2 separate regions of the Mus musculus genome follow, and region 1 is linked to region 2. Evidence: chromatin contacts called from public promoter capture Hi-C data. All regions are on one chromosome and are shown on one strand. The core of a region is the stretch at or near the end of the contact, and the rest is flanking DNA. Distances in the headings are between cores, read along the strand shown.

Region 1 (6,396 bases), core at 3,396-5,895, 550 kb before region 2:
ACACCATCACAGACGAAAGTCAGGGCAGGAACCTTGGGGCAGAGCTGATGTGGAGGCCATGGAAGGCCTCTGCTTCCTGGTTTGCTCCTCAAGGCTTGCTCAGCCTGCTTTCCTTTTCTTTCTTTCTTTCTTTCTTTCTTTCTTTCTTTCTTTCTTTCTTTCTTTCTTTCTTTCTTTCCTTTTTTCTTTTTCTTCTTTTTCTTTTTTCCTTCTCTCCTCTCCTCTTTCCCTGAGCCATCTCGTCAGTCCCCGGGAACATTTTCTCAGATGACTCCAGTTTGTGTCAAGTTCATTTAAAACTAGCCAGTGTAGGACAATAGAGAGGCCACATTTATGGCTGAGGATAGTCACGTATTCTTAGCCAGTTGAGCAGTTAGGAATCTGCAGTTACCACTGCTCACAGCTAAAAGAAGATTCTCTGGCCAGACATGACAGTAGTTCTGATCTATAGTCATAATCAAGTATTTAGAAGGCAAGTTGACAGATATATCGTGTCTACTTAGCAAAGCAAGTGTATGAGGCTCTGCACTAGAACTTTGGAACTCCCCATTTGATCTGACCAGATTTATAGTATGGGGTATATATTCATTCCTGTGGGGTCTCAGATGTAACGTGAAGGGGTTGGCTCTATAAAGTAGTTTTACATTTCACTGCTTAGATTTAGGGACAAGAAGAGTGAGAACGTGGGTGATCTTAAGGTCACTAAGTAAGCAAAATTCATCTGCTGTCTTTTTTTTTTTTTTTTAGTACTTTTTAAATATCTATTAAAAGAATTCTAATTTGCATGTTTGCAGTCTGCTCTGGAGAATCAGGGAGGGTCCAATCCAGTAGGCAGGGATGAAAAGAAGTCCTTTACTCCAGGAAAGATTCTTGAGGCTGCCAGAAACTAAGAGTGACAGATGCCGTTCAAATAGATCATAAGGCTGTGTACATACCAGTAATCCCAACACCGGGAAGGTAGAGGCAGAAGGAGTTCCGAAGTAAAAGGGCAGCCTGGTCTGTATAGTGGGTTCCAAACAGCCAAGGTCACATAGTGAATGAAACCCACTTTCAACACTTCCACAAGGCTTGTCCCCCTTGAAGAGTCTCTAAACAGCTAAAGAACTGGCTTGGTTCTATAGTCTCACTTCTTTCCCCTACTTGGTCTGGCTCAACCTTTGATACAAAGGGGTGGGATACAGAGAGCAACTTTTACAATGTTAAAAGTTTTCTCTGTGGAAACAAAGAACACCCCCAGGATCCCAATGTTAACTAAAGGCTCCAAGGTTAACTAGAGATTTCTGGAGGGGGGTGGTGCAAGTTAATTTATCCATTTTTAAATAGCTACAAAGTGCCAGGCTCTGACACAGTTTGATTTCTAAAGAACACTCAGACCCAAGCCCTGGTTGTTCGTTCCAGGGCCCCACCACCCAGAGTCTAGAGGCTGGCAGAGGGAAGTGCAGCCTGGCACCTTCTGACATTTGACACCTTTGACATCTTTCTGGCTAGCAGCAGGGTAGAGGATTCAGGTCGGAGCCCCTGGTTTATTTAGCTGGTGAGCTGTGCAGCTGCAGGTTGGGTAAAAAAAAAAAAAAAAAAAAAAACCTTTAATGATTCAAAGTGCAAAGGGAAGGTATCACAGAGGCCGAGTGCTCAGCCCTGGCGGCTGCCAATGAAAGAACCTAGTGGGGAAAGCCCCACTCAATTCTCGTTCGGCGTGCACCCAAGAATCACGAACAGACGACCACCTTGATGTAAAAGCATGAGGTAGTTTAATGACAGAGCTCCGGGCCGACACATATCTTCCGCAGGAGACAGAGGTGTTGACCACATGGTGGAGCCATAATGGCAGAGCTCCGGTTTGAAATATCTCACACAGGAGACAGTGGTTTCGACCCCGAGGCTTGGAAGCTAGGGACTTTTATAGAAAAGGGGTGGGGCTGGGGAGGAATTGGCACGGTTTCACATGATTGGTCCATTTAAACATCAACAGACTGTCAGAAGGGCGGGAGATAGGGAGGCACTAGGCCAGTCAGGACATGTAACTACAGGCCTGCCTGGGCATGTCCTGGCTTGTTCTGCTATGTTCTCAGCCCCAGGTTTCAAAGCTCACAATCAACTCTTTGGGTTATTTGACATAAATTACATGAATCACGTCTCAAGTTTTATTTCCTTTCACCTCAGGTGTACATGGCTCCACGGAGGTTCTCCAGGCGGTGCTGCTGCTGCTGCCTGCAAGCCTTGTCTTTCTTGTGCTCTTCATAACTGTCATCATCAGCGGGCACCTCAAGGCAGCACAGAGGGCAGGAAGTTGTCTTACTTAGCCAGGGCAGAATGCAGTTGGAATGGAGGAGATGATGGCAGGGCATCTTAATCGCAGTCTCCTCCTCCTCAAATTCCAAAAGGCACACCACATGGGGCACTTGAGATCTGCTGCCCGGGGCCCAGCTCCAAGCCCTGTGCACTCTTCTCGAGAGTTACAGCAACATAATTGTTGCGAGCTTCACGCTCAGGGTTCAACGGCTCGAAGTCGTGCTCATCAAAGTAAGACGCCATGGCTCCTGGGCTGCCAGGCTTGTCTGACCCATCTGCTGTCTTTTACACCTTCTTTTGAGATGTCTTCAGGAAAATGAACACTATTTCTCAGCCAGCAAGAAACAGAAACTAGGAATGGAGAGATGGCTCAGCGGTTAAGAGCACTGACAGCTCTTCAAGAGGATTCCCAACAACGACATGGTGGCTCACAACCATCTGTAATGGGATCTGATGCCTTCTTCTGGTGTGTTTAAAGACAGTGATAGTGTACTCACATAAATAAATAAGAAAATCTTTAAAAAATTTTTATTTTATTTTTAATTTATTTTTTTTACACTTGATATTCCATTCCCCAGATGTGGGAAGCCACATATGCCATTACAAGGCGCTGGCAACTGCTGATCACCACACATAAGGTTGGGTAAACAACCAATGTGTACATATGCAGTAAAGTTTTTTGCCAAGTCACTGCCTGGCCCGGGCATGATAATGAGGTTCTGTGAGGTACTGAGAGTATAACCAATCGGATGAGAGACATGTAAATGAGGTTCTGTGAGGTACTGAGAGTATAACCAATCAGATGTGAGACATGCAAATGAGGTAGAATGCATAACCAATCCGGGTGTGAGACACGCCTCTCGTAGGCCTATATAAGCAGCACCAATTCTGGGCTCCAGGTCTTTTTGCCTCTGCAATCAAGGTCTCCCAATAAACGTGTGCAGAAGGATCCTGTTGTGGCGTCTGTTTTGTTGGCGAGTTGGGCGCTCACACCCGACCACCCCCATCCACCCTCCCACACCTCCTCCCTACTCCACCTCATTTCCACATGGACGCCCCCCTCCCCACCTCATCTAACTTCTAAACTCCCTGGGGCCTCCAGTCTCTAGAGGGTTAGGTGCATCATCTCTGAATGAACACAGAACCGGCAGTCCTCTACTGTATATGTGTTGGGGGCCTCATATCAGCTGGTGTATGCTGTCTGTTTGGTGGTCCAGTGTCTGAGAGATCTTGGGGCTCCAGATTAATTGAGACTGCTGGTCCTCCTACAGGATTGCCCTTCTCAGCTTCTTTCAGCCTTCCCTAATTCAACAGGGGTCAGCTGCTCTGTCCGTTGGTTTGGTTGGGTGCAAATATCTGCATCTGACTCTTTCAGCTGCTTATTGGGTCTTTTGGAGGGCAGTCTTGATAGATTCCTTTTTGTGAGCACTCCATAGCCTCATTAATAGTGTCAGGCCTTGGGACCTCCCCTTGAGCTGGATCCCACTTTGGGCCTGTAGCTAGACCTTCTTTTCCTCAGGCTCCTCTCTATTTCCATCCCTGCAATTTTTTCAGACAGGAACAATTATGGGTCAGAGATGTGACTGTGGTATGGTAACCCCATCCTTCATTTGATGTCCTGTCTTTCTGCTGGAGGTGGGCTCTATAAGTTCCCTCTCCCTACTTTCTGGCATTTCATCTAAGGTCCTTTCCTTTGAGTCCTGGGAGTCTCTCACCTCCCAGGTCTCTGGTGCACTCTGGGGGGGGGGTTCCCTCAACTTCCTATTTCCTGAGGTTGCCCTGTTTATATTCTTTCTGCTGGCCCTCAGGGCTTCAGTCCTTTCCCCTCACCTAATACCAGGTCAGGTTCCCCTCTCCTCCCTACTCCCAACCCCATCCACTTTCCCTCCCAGGTTCTTCCCTCCCTTTCCATTTGTGATTGCTTTTTTCTCTCTTCCAAGTGGGACTGAGGTGTCTTCACTTGGGCACTTCTTAAAAAAATCTTAAAAGAAAGAAAGAAAGAAAGAGAGAAAGAAAGAAAGAAAGAAAGGAAGAAAGAAAGAGAGGAAGAAAGAGAGGAAGAAAGACAAACTAGATCCCAGAAGGAGGTGTGGCTCTTTTCCTGTGTCCCCTTAATTTTTCCTGTCTATCCTGTCTCAGGACCACAAATATATGAAATAAAAGGACAGTGTTTCAGATCACTGCAGGGAGAATGAGACCTTATGAAATGGTGTTGGGGCAGTTTACCAAGTGTGTCAACACCAACCCAGGGCTTCTCCAAGTTATTCCTCAAAGCCTGCTCTGTACACCGATTATGATGCCATACTATGCTCTGCCAGTAGAGAGCGAGGTGGAGCGAGATGGTACAGGAGGAGGGAGGAGAGCTTCCAGAGCCAAGTGTGCAATGTCAGGTTCTGTCCTTGCAGCCCTTGACCTCTCAGTCCCAGACAGGGACATTTGGTGGAGGTCCTTCCCTTAATGCGCCCACGTGTGTGTGTGTGTTTGTATGTCCCTCAATAAACTCATAGTCCTTGAACCTACTGCAGCTGCTTACGACACCTGCTCAAGCTAGCCGCAAGCTTACCCATGAACCCCTGGAAGGGGACATTACCCATCTCAAAAAAGCAAAGCAAAGCAAAGCAAAGCAAAGCAAAGCAAAGCAAAGCAAAGCAAAGCAAAGCAAAGCAAAGCAAAGCAAAGCAAAGCAAGCCAAGCCAAACCAAACCAAACCAAACCAAACCAAACCAAACCAAACCAAACCAAACCAAACCAAACCAAACCAAACCAAACCAGTTTTTAAAGATTTCAGGCTTGAAGAATGAAAATCTATCTACTGTGTGCCTCTTCTAGATGACATCTTAAAGATGAGTGTTTCGGCTCACTGTTTCCTTCATATCATTTTTTTACTAAGACATGAGGATTTTGCTGAATACTCTTTGGTTAAGATAAGTCTAAAATAGGGAGTTTCAGGTGGAATGTGATTTTTGTTGTCTTTTCTCTTTTTTTTTGGGGGGGGGGTCAGGGTTTTTCTGTGTAGCTCTGGCTGGCCTGGAACTCACTCTGTAGACCAGGCTGGCTTCAAGTGCTGGGATTAAAGGCGTTTTTTTCTTTTCTTTTTCTTTTTCTTTTTCTTTTTCTTTTTCTTTTTCTCTTTCCTTTTCTCTCTCTCTCTCTCTCTCTCTCTCTCTCTTTCTTTCTTTTTCGAGACAGGGTTTCTCTGTGTAGCCCTGGCTGTCCTGGAACTCACTCTTTAGACCAAGCTGGCCTTGAACTCAGAAATCCGCCTGCCTCTGCCTCCCAAGTGCTGGGATTAAAGGCGTGAGCCACCACGCCCGGCTGGCGTTTATTTTTCAATTACATTTCTCAAAAGTTTCTGGTCCCTTAAATAATCCATTTTAAAAAGTTACATTGAAAAAAGTCATCTTTTACTGGAGTCTTGTGAGCATGGTCTTCTGTCTCCTGTGGTGAGTATGTGTGTGTGGCCTGGGGGGGGTGGGGGTGGGGATGGCAAAGAGCAACTTTAGATACCATACCTCAGACACTATCATTTTTAGAGACAGAGTCTTTCATTGGTCTGGAACTCATTAAATGGGCTAGACTGGCTGGCCAGGGAGTTGAGAGATCCTCCTGTCTCTGCCTCATCAGTTCTGGGACCTGGGACCACAAATACCCAGGATTCCTTCCTTCTTTTCTCCCTTCTTTCCTTCCTTCCTTCTTCCACCCTCCTCCTCTTTCTTTCTTTCTTTCTTTCTTTCTTTCTTTCTTTCTTTCTTTCTTTCTTTCTTTCTCTCTCTCTCTCTCTCTCTCTCTCTCTCTCTCTCTTTCTTTCTTTCTTTCTTTCTTTCTTTCTTTCTTTCTTTCTTTCTGTCTTTCTCTCTTCCTGTCTGTCTTTGGGGTAGGGTTGGCTTCTCTGTGTAGCTGTCTCTCCTGGAATTCTCTTTGTAGACCAGGCTTGCCTTGAACTGACAGAGATCCTCCTGTCTCTGCTAATCCCCAGTGCTAGGATTAAAGGTGTGTGCCACCAGGCCAGGCTTGTATACCCTGCCTTCTTAAAAAGTGTCTTCTGGGGATCAAACTTTCAAAGTGAGCACTTTACTGAATGTGACAACTTCCGAGCTCTCTTTC
Region 2 (5,628 bases), core at 2,404-4,903:
TCCAAACAAAACACTAGAGCTCTGCACATAGGGAGGCTGTTCTTGTCCTCAGTTCCTAAACAATGTGAGGCTTCCAGAGCACTTACATTCTATTAGACATTGTAGGACTGAAGCACATCTGGGTTTGGGGGGCTGACTCCCCCAAGGGTACACTAAGAGAAACTACCAGGGCTTTACAAAGGCGAACAGTGACAACTGAAGGGAAGGGGCCAGAGACAGCAAGTCTGAGCACTCCTTTCAAAGTACTTCCTTATGAAGACAGAACTACTGCAGTATATTTGAATGATGTGCCTTTCTTTAAGAACCATTTTTGGGCCTGGAGAGTTGGCTCAGTGGTTAGGGGCATTTGTTGTTGTTGGAAAAGACCCAGGTTTCATTCCCAGCATCCACATAGAGGCTTACCACCTCCTCAGGAAGCAAATATGTATGTACACATAGACAAAACACTCATACAATAAAATAGTAAAAATAAATTGTAAAAAAAAAAAAAGAATAATTTGTTAAACCCATATGGAATATAAAGACCTGCAAGATTACAAGATTTCAAAGCAAGTTATGGTGCTGGCAAGATGGCTCAGCAGGTAAAGGTCTGCAGCCAAGCCCAAGTGACATTCCACAGGCTGTCCTCCAACCTCACACAAGTGCCACGGCATGTGCAAGGCCCATGTAATATACACACAAAATAAATGTGAAAAACAAGCTGGATTTATCATTTGCGAACATTTTATTTAGTCTGAACAAAATTTTGTTTTATTTCTTTATTTTGATTGAGCCAGGCCTTGTCTAGCCCAGAACTCTCTACATAGACCAGGCTAGCCTCAAACTCACAGAGATTCATCTGTCTCTGCCTCCCAGATGCTGGGATTAAAGGTGTGCATCACCATCCCTGCCCCATGCAATATTTTAAACTCTTTGGGGTCTTTATTTTGATAGAATCACACTCTATCATCCAGGCTGGCCTACAATTTAGTATGTAGCTCACTCAAGCTGTTTTTAAACTGGCAATCCTGCTTTCACCTAGAGAGTGCTGAATTATAGGCAATTATGGGCACTTCAAACAGCATTTGTTATTGTTGTTTGATGGGTTTTGTTTTCTTTTGTTTTTGTTTCTGAGACAAAGTCTCACTATGAAATTGAGGCTGGCTTCAGACATATCCTTTCCAGTGCTGAGATTAGCGGTGAGCACCACTATGCCCAACTGTTTTTGTTTTTGTTTTTTTAACACTGGAATTCTAGTCTTCCTAAATCTGTTGGTAATCCCAGCTACTCAGAAGGCTGAGGCAAAAAGTATCAAAGGTTCAACACCTACCAACAGTTCCATGGTGAGTTCAAGGTCTAGGAAATTAGCAAGAGCCTATCTCAAACTCACAAGTAAAGGACTGAGGATGCTACTCTGTGGTTCAACTCACAGCACGACCTCCACGCCCTGCCCTGCTCTCACAGAGAGAAAGAAGAAAACTCTACTCTCCTATAATAAAAACTATTAAATAAAAAATATACCTATAGGGAATGACACTCTCAGGAGGAGCAGCCTTGTTGGAGCGCATGAGGCCTGACTGGAGGAACTGTCACTGGGTGTGCGATCAGAGGTCTCAGATGCTCAAGACAGGCCCAGTGTGATTCACTCTCTTCCTGCTGTCTATGGATCCAGATGTGGAACTCTCAGCTCCTCCTTCTGCACCATGACCACCTGTGTGCCATCACACTCCCAACATGATGATAATGGATAAACCCTGGACTGTAAGCCAGCACCCGTGAAATGTTTTCCTTTAGAGGAGTTGCCTTGCGATGTCTTCTCACAACAGAAACCCTAACTAAGACACTATCTTTGAAATCATATGAACACAACAGTAAGAAAAGACAGCTCGGGCTGGTGAGATGGCTCAGTGGGTAAGAGCACCCGACTGCTCTTCCGAAGGTCCGAAGTTCAAATCCCAGCAACCACATGGTGGCTCACAACCACCCGTAATGAGATCTGATGCCCTCTTCTGGAGTGTCTGAGGACAGCTACAGTGTACTTACATATAATAAATAAATAAATCTTTAAAAAAAAAAAAAAAAAAAAAAAAAAAAAAAAAAAGAAAAGACAGCTCACAATTGGGGAAAACTGAACATGAACTTATTATCACATGACTCAGAACCAATTCTTTATAAAATCATAATGAGATGGCACTTAGACTTTAAAATCCTATGGTTACAGATATTACTGAAGCTCGTCCAGGTGAAATGCCACATGGACATAGTCCAGCTCTGAGGCTGGGGAGACAGTGAAGGACTTGTCATGCAGGTGTGAGTCAGGCAGCACATGTGTAACCATGGTGACCCTCTGATGAAAGGGGAGTGACAGGAGACTGCCTGGAAGGTCACAGGCCCGCTAGACCAGCATACAGAGCAGCAAGCGAGACTCCTTATAAAAGAGAGGTCAGACCCTTCCAGTCATCCCATGAACTGCACATGGACACTGCATTGTGTTCATGCATCTGCACATACATCTACATCATGCTCATACATAGCAACACACAGATTAGAAAAGGGGGAAATCATTCCAACTTGTGTTCTCACACCATGTTGCTATCAAATGCCAGTGCAATCTCTAGTGTGTATCATGGTTTATTCAGACTAACCACTTTATACTCACAAACTGACCAGTAGTAAAGTGAACAAGAATCAACTGGCTACAAAAACTGCTAGCAAGGATACCAGTTAGTCACCTAAACAGATTAAATGCCTTTAATCCCAGCACTGAGGAGGCAGAGGCAGGTGGATCGTTGTGGGCTTGAGGCCAGCCTGGTCTACAGAGTGAGTTCCTGGACAGCCAGGGCTATACAGAGAAACCCTGTCTCAAATAAACAAACAAGAACACACTGTTTACTTAAAGAATGAGGAACTGATTACAGACCTGATACTGTGTCACTCTGTGGAATTCCATATTAACAGAAGGCCACTGAACTCTTACAAATAGTCCTTTGGTATCTAGATCAAAAAATTGCTCAGACCTTCAAAATATATTTATACTTCCAAAGAGCACATCTCTAATGCCTTCAGAGAAAGCACAGCAACCTAGCTTTTGTAAAGAGACCAACCTAACACTCTGAGTGACAAATGTGGTGAGAGACATGGAACAGTTCTATAATTCCAGTATTCAGGAAACTAAAGCAGGAGGGTTCTGAGGCTGAGGCAGCCTGGTCTACAGAGTGAGTTCCAGGATAGCCAGGGCTATAGAAAGAAACCCTGTCTCAAAAAAATAAAAAAATAAAAAAAAATAAAATAGTCATTTGCTTATATGGCTACATGCTATATTTTTTTCATGACCAATACATGTCTAAAGTAATGAACATTGTATCATTTCTGTAAATACCATTTGTGATGATCTTTGGTCTTGCCTGAAGCCATTCAAATTCTCATTTCTCAATTCTGGAAAGGGCAAGCCAGGATGGGTAATACTGGCTAGACCAGGAAAGAAAGGTAACTACTCGTTCCACTACAATGATACTCCAGAATAAGTAGTCTGATTAATATACTTATTCAAATTAGAACCTTAACTTTTGTTTCCTACTTTGACCTCACTGTTTGGTTTTTCTTTTTACTGTACTGTGGACATCAGTATTTGACTGAAGAAACTTCTTTACTAGGAGGGTTTAACTATGATCTTGGTTCTGCTGACTCTAACCTGGGAATGAGGCCAAGCACTGTGAGTTCGAGGAGAGGAGAGGAGTATGTAGAGACTAACAGCTGCTGGGCAGCATGAATCGTGGGCCACTCAACAACAACAACAACAACAACAAGATGCAATTCTGAATCACATGGTACATACACCTGTAACTGCAGTACTGGGAAGACTAAGGCAGATCACAAGTTCAAGCTACACAGCTCAAAAAATAAAATAAAATAAAATAAAAGTGATTCTAAACTGGTTTTTAAGAAGCCATAGAAATGTCTGGGCAAAGGGAAAATGAATGGGAACAAGAGAAAATAGAAAACAAGGTGAGTTCAACTTGTCTGACAGGTCCAAAGAAATGTGGCATCTGTGAGCAGGCAGCAGAGCCATCCTCAGTCCTGCCAAGCAGTATGGGATATCCACATCTGAGGGCCACCGCTGCCTAACAGCAGGGAGTAAAGGGCAGTAAGGTCCTAGTTTCTTGGTCAGTACAACTGACCAGAAGCAACAACAGAAGGCCCAAAGGGTTCTTCTGGTTCAGTAGATTAAAAAAAAGGTCATTCCCCACTGTCCCAGAAGTTGTTTTAAGGCACCAAAGGCTGATAAAGCAGCGGCTTGAAGGTCTCACACAGTTCAGTGACTGACCTGCCCTCTGCTTACAAAGCTCAACCGGTTCCTGTTGTAAAAAGTACACAATACTCAACAGCAATATGTACAAACAGAGGAAAATGATCCTTTCCTTAAACGAGATCCAGGGAGAAACCCACACTGAAGACAAAGTGCAAAAGCAGCTCTGATGGGCTCAGACAGAGACAGACAGAAGCGCCTCTCAGAGCCACACCTCCCAGAGCCGTGGCCTTACTTTTAGGCCCATCTTTCTTCCAGGCCCACAAACAACACTTCCAAACAAAACAAAACAATCTTCCACAACCCGTATCTCTACACCAGGGAATTTCAAGGTCTACAAACACCCAGGTCACATCTGTAACAAAAAGGAATCTCAGCTCCCTGCTGTGCATTTCATAGAGATTTCTCTCCACTGCTCTTAAATAAACACTATCAAAGTAAGAACTACAGAAGCAAAAACATCACCAGAAGAGAACTAAGTGTAACAGTCTCTACTTCTGTGGCCCAGCAGAACACAGTACTAACCCAAGCTCATTCACGTGTGACACGTGCTGTGGCCTCTTCCTACAGTACGTGAGACCTTCACAGGATTGGGCCAAGTGGGGTTTAACATGAACCAAATCTATCAACCGTGGTAAAGACAGACATGTAGATTCTAATGAGCAGTGGTGAAAAAAGAGAAAACAAATAAAATCAAACTATACTGCTCCATTCAGTTCGAAACAATGATAAATAATTCAGGAAAACTGCTGCAATACAGCACACAGCAGCAGGATTTAAAAATAGACCAGAGGTTCAAGAGACGAGGTGGGAGCATCGGGAGTCACAGGAAAATGGTTTTATGTCAACAAGTTCCCAAGCCCTTTGAAATAAATGGAGGCTGGTGAAACTGCCACTCAAAGCAGCAGAATTGCAATGCACTTGTAAACCTACATATGGCAAAGAAAACATCCTGCATTTGATTTCTCAGGACCAGGCAGATGGCTCTGCAAGTACTGGTGCTTGCTGCTAAGCCTGATGACCCGAGCTCAATTCCTAGGACCCACATAGGAAAGAAGAAAAGCAACTTCCAAAAGATGCCCTCTGACCTCCATCCACGTACACACACATAACACTAATGTAAAAGATATAACACAGTAGTAATGTAATTTTGAAAAGATATAAAACATGCATGTGAGGTTAGATATACACACATGTACACATAGTCATTGTAAGTATGAAACCAATCCCAAACAGCCAAAATTATATGACTGTTTAAGATAACTTTTTTTTTATCTATTTTTCGATTTTATAAAAGGGTTTCATATAGTCCGGGCTAGCGTCAAACTCAGACTATAGCTAAG

What was found. Capture Hi-C pulls out chosen DNA fragments and counts their contacts.
Region 1: a contact with region 2 is called in a promoter capture Hi-C map of liver. The contact joins two enhancer-like sites. A contact is called at or near these places in 1 of 39 promoter capture datasets (cranial neural crest), 1 of 484 Hi-C or Micro-C datasets (CD4 T cells) and 1 of 9 other capture datasets (liver).

Annotation. Positions count from the first base shown.
Region 1 is chr10:127,957,695-127,964,090 of GRCm38.p6, reverse strand. It overlaps the pseudogene Gm47949. Among named protein-coding and RNA genes, the nearest start is that of Gm23996, 7.7 kb to the right of the region's middle. Within about 2 kb of position 4,645, at least 4 of the 459 cell types and tissues checked have an H3K27ac peak or open chromatin away from gene starts, as enhancers often do. A contact at or near this core is called in liver, where this site is marked.
Region 2 is chr10:127,411,031-127,416,658 of GRCm38.p6, reverse strand. The region is part of intron 2 of R3hdm2 (R3H domain containing 2); the gene reads right to left. Among named protein-coding and RNA genes, the nearest start is that of Gm23819, 9.5 kb to the right of the region's middle. Within about 2 kb of position 3,653, at least 25 of the 459 cell types and tissues checked have an H3K27ac peak or open chromatin away from gene starts, as enhancers often do. A contact at or near this core is called in liver, where this site is marked.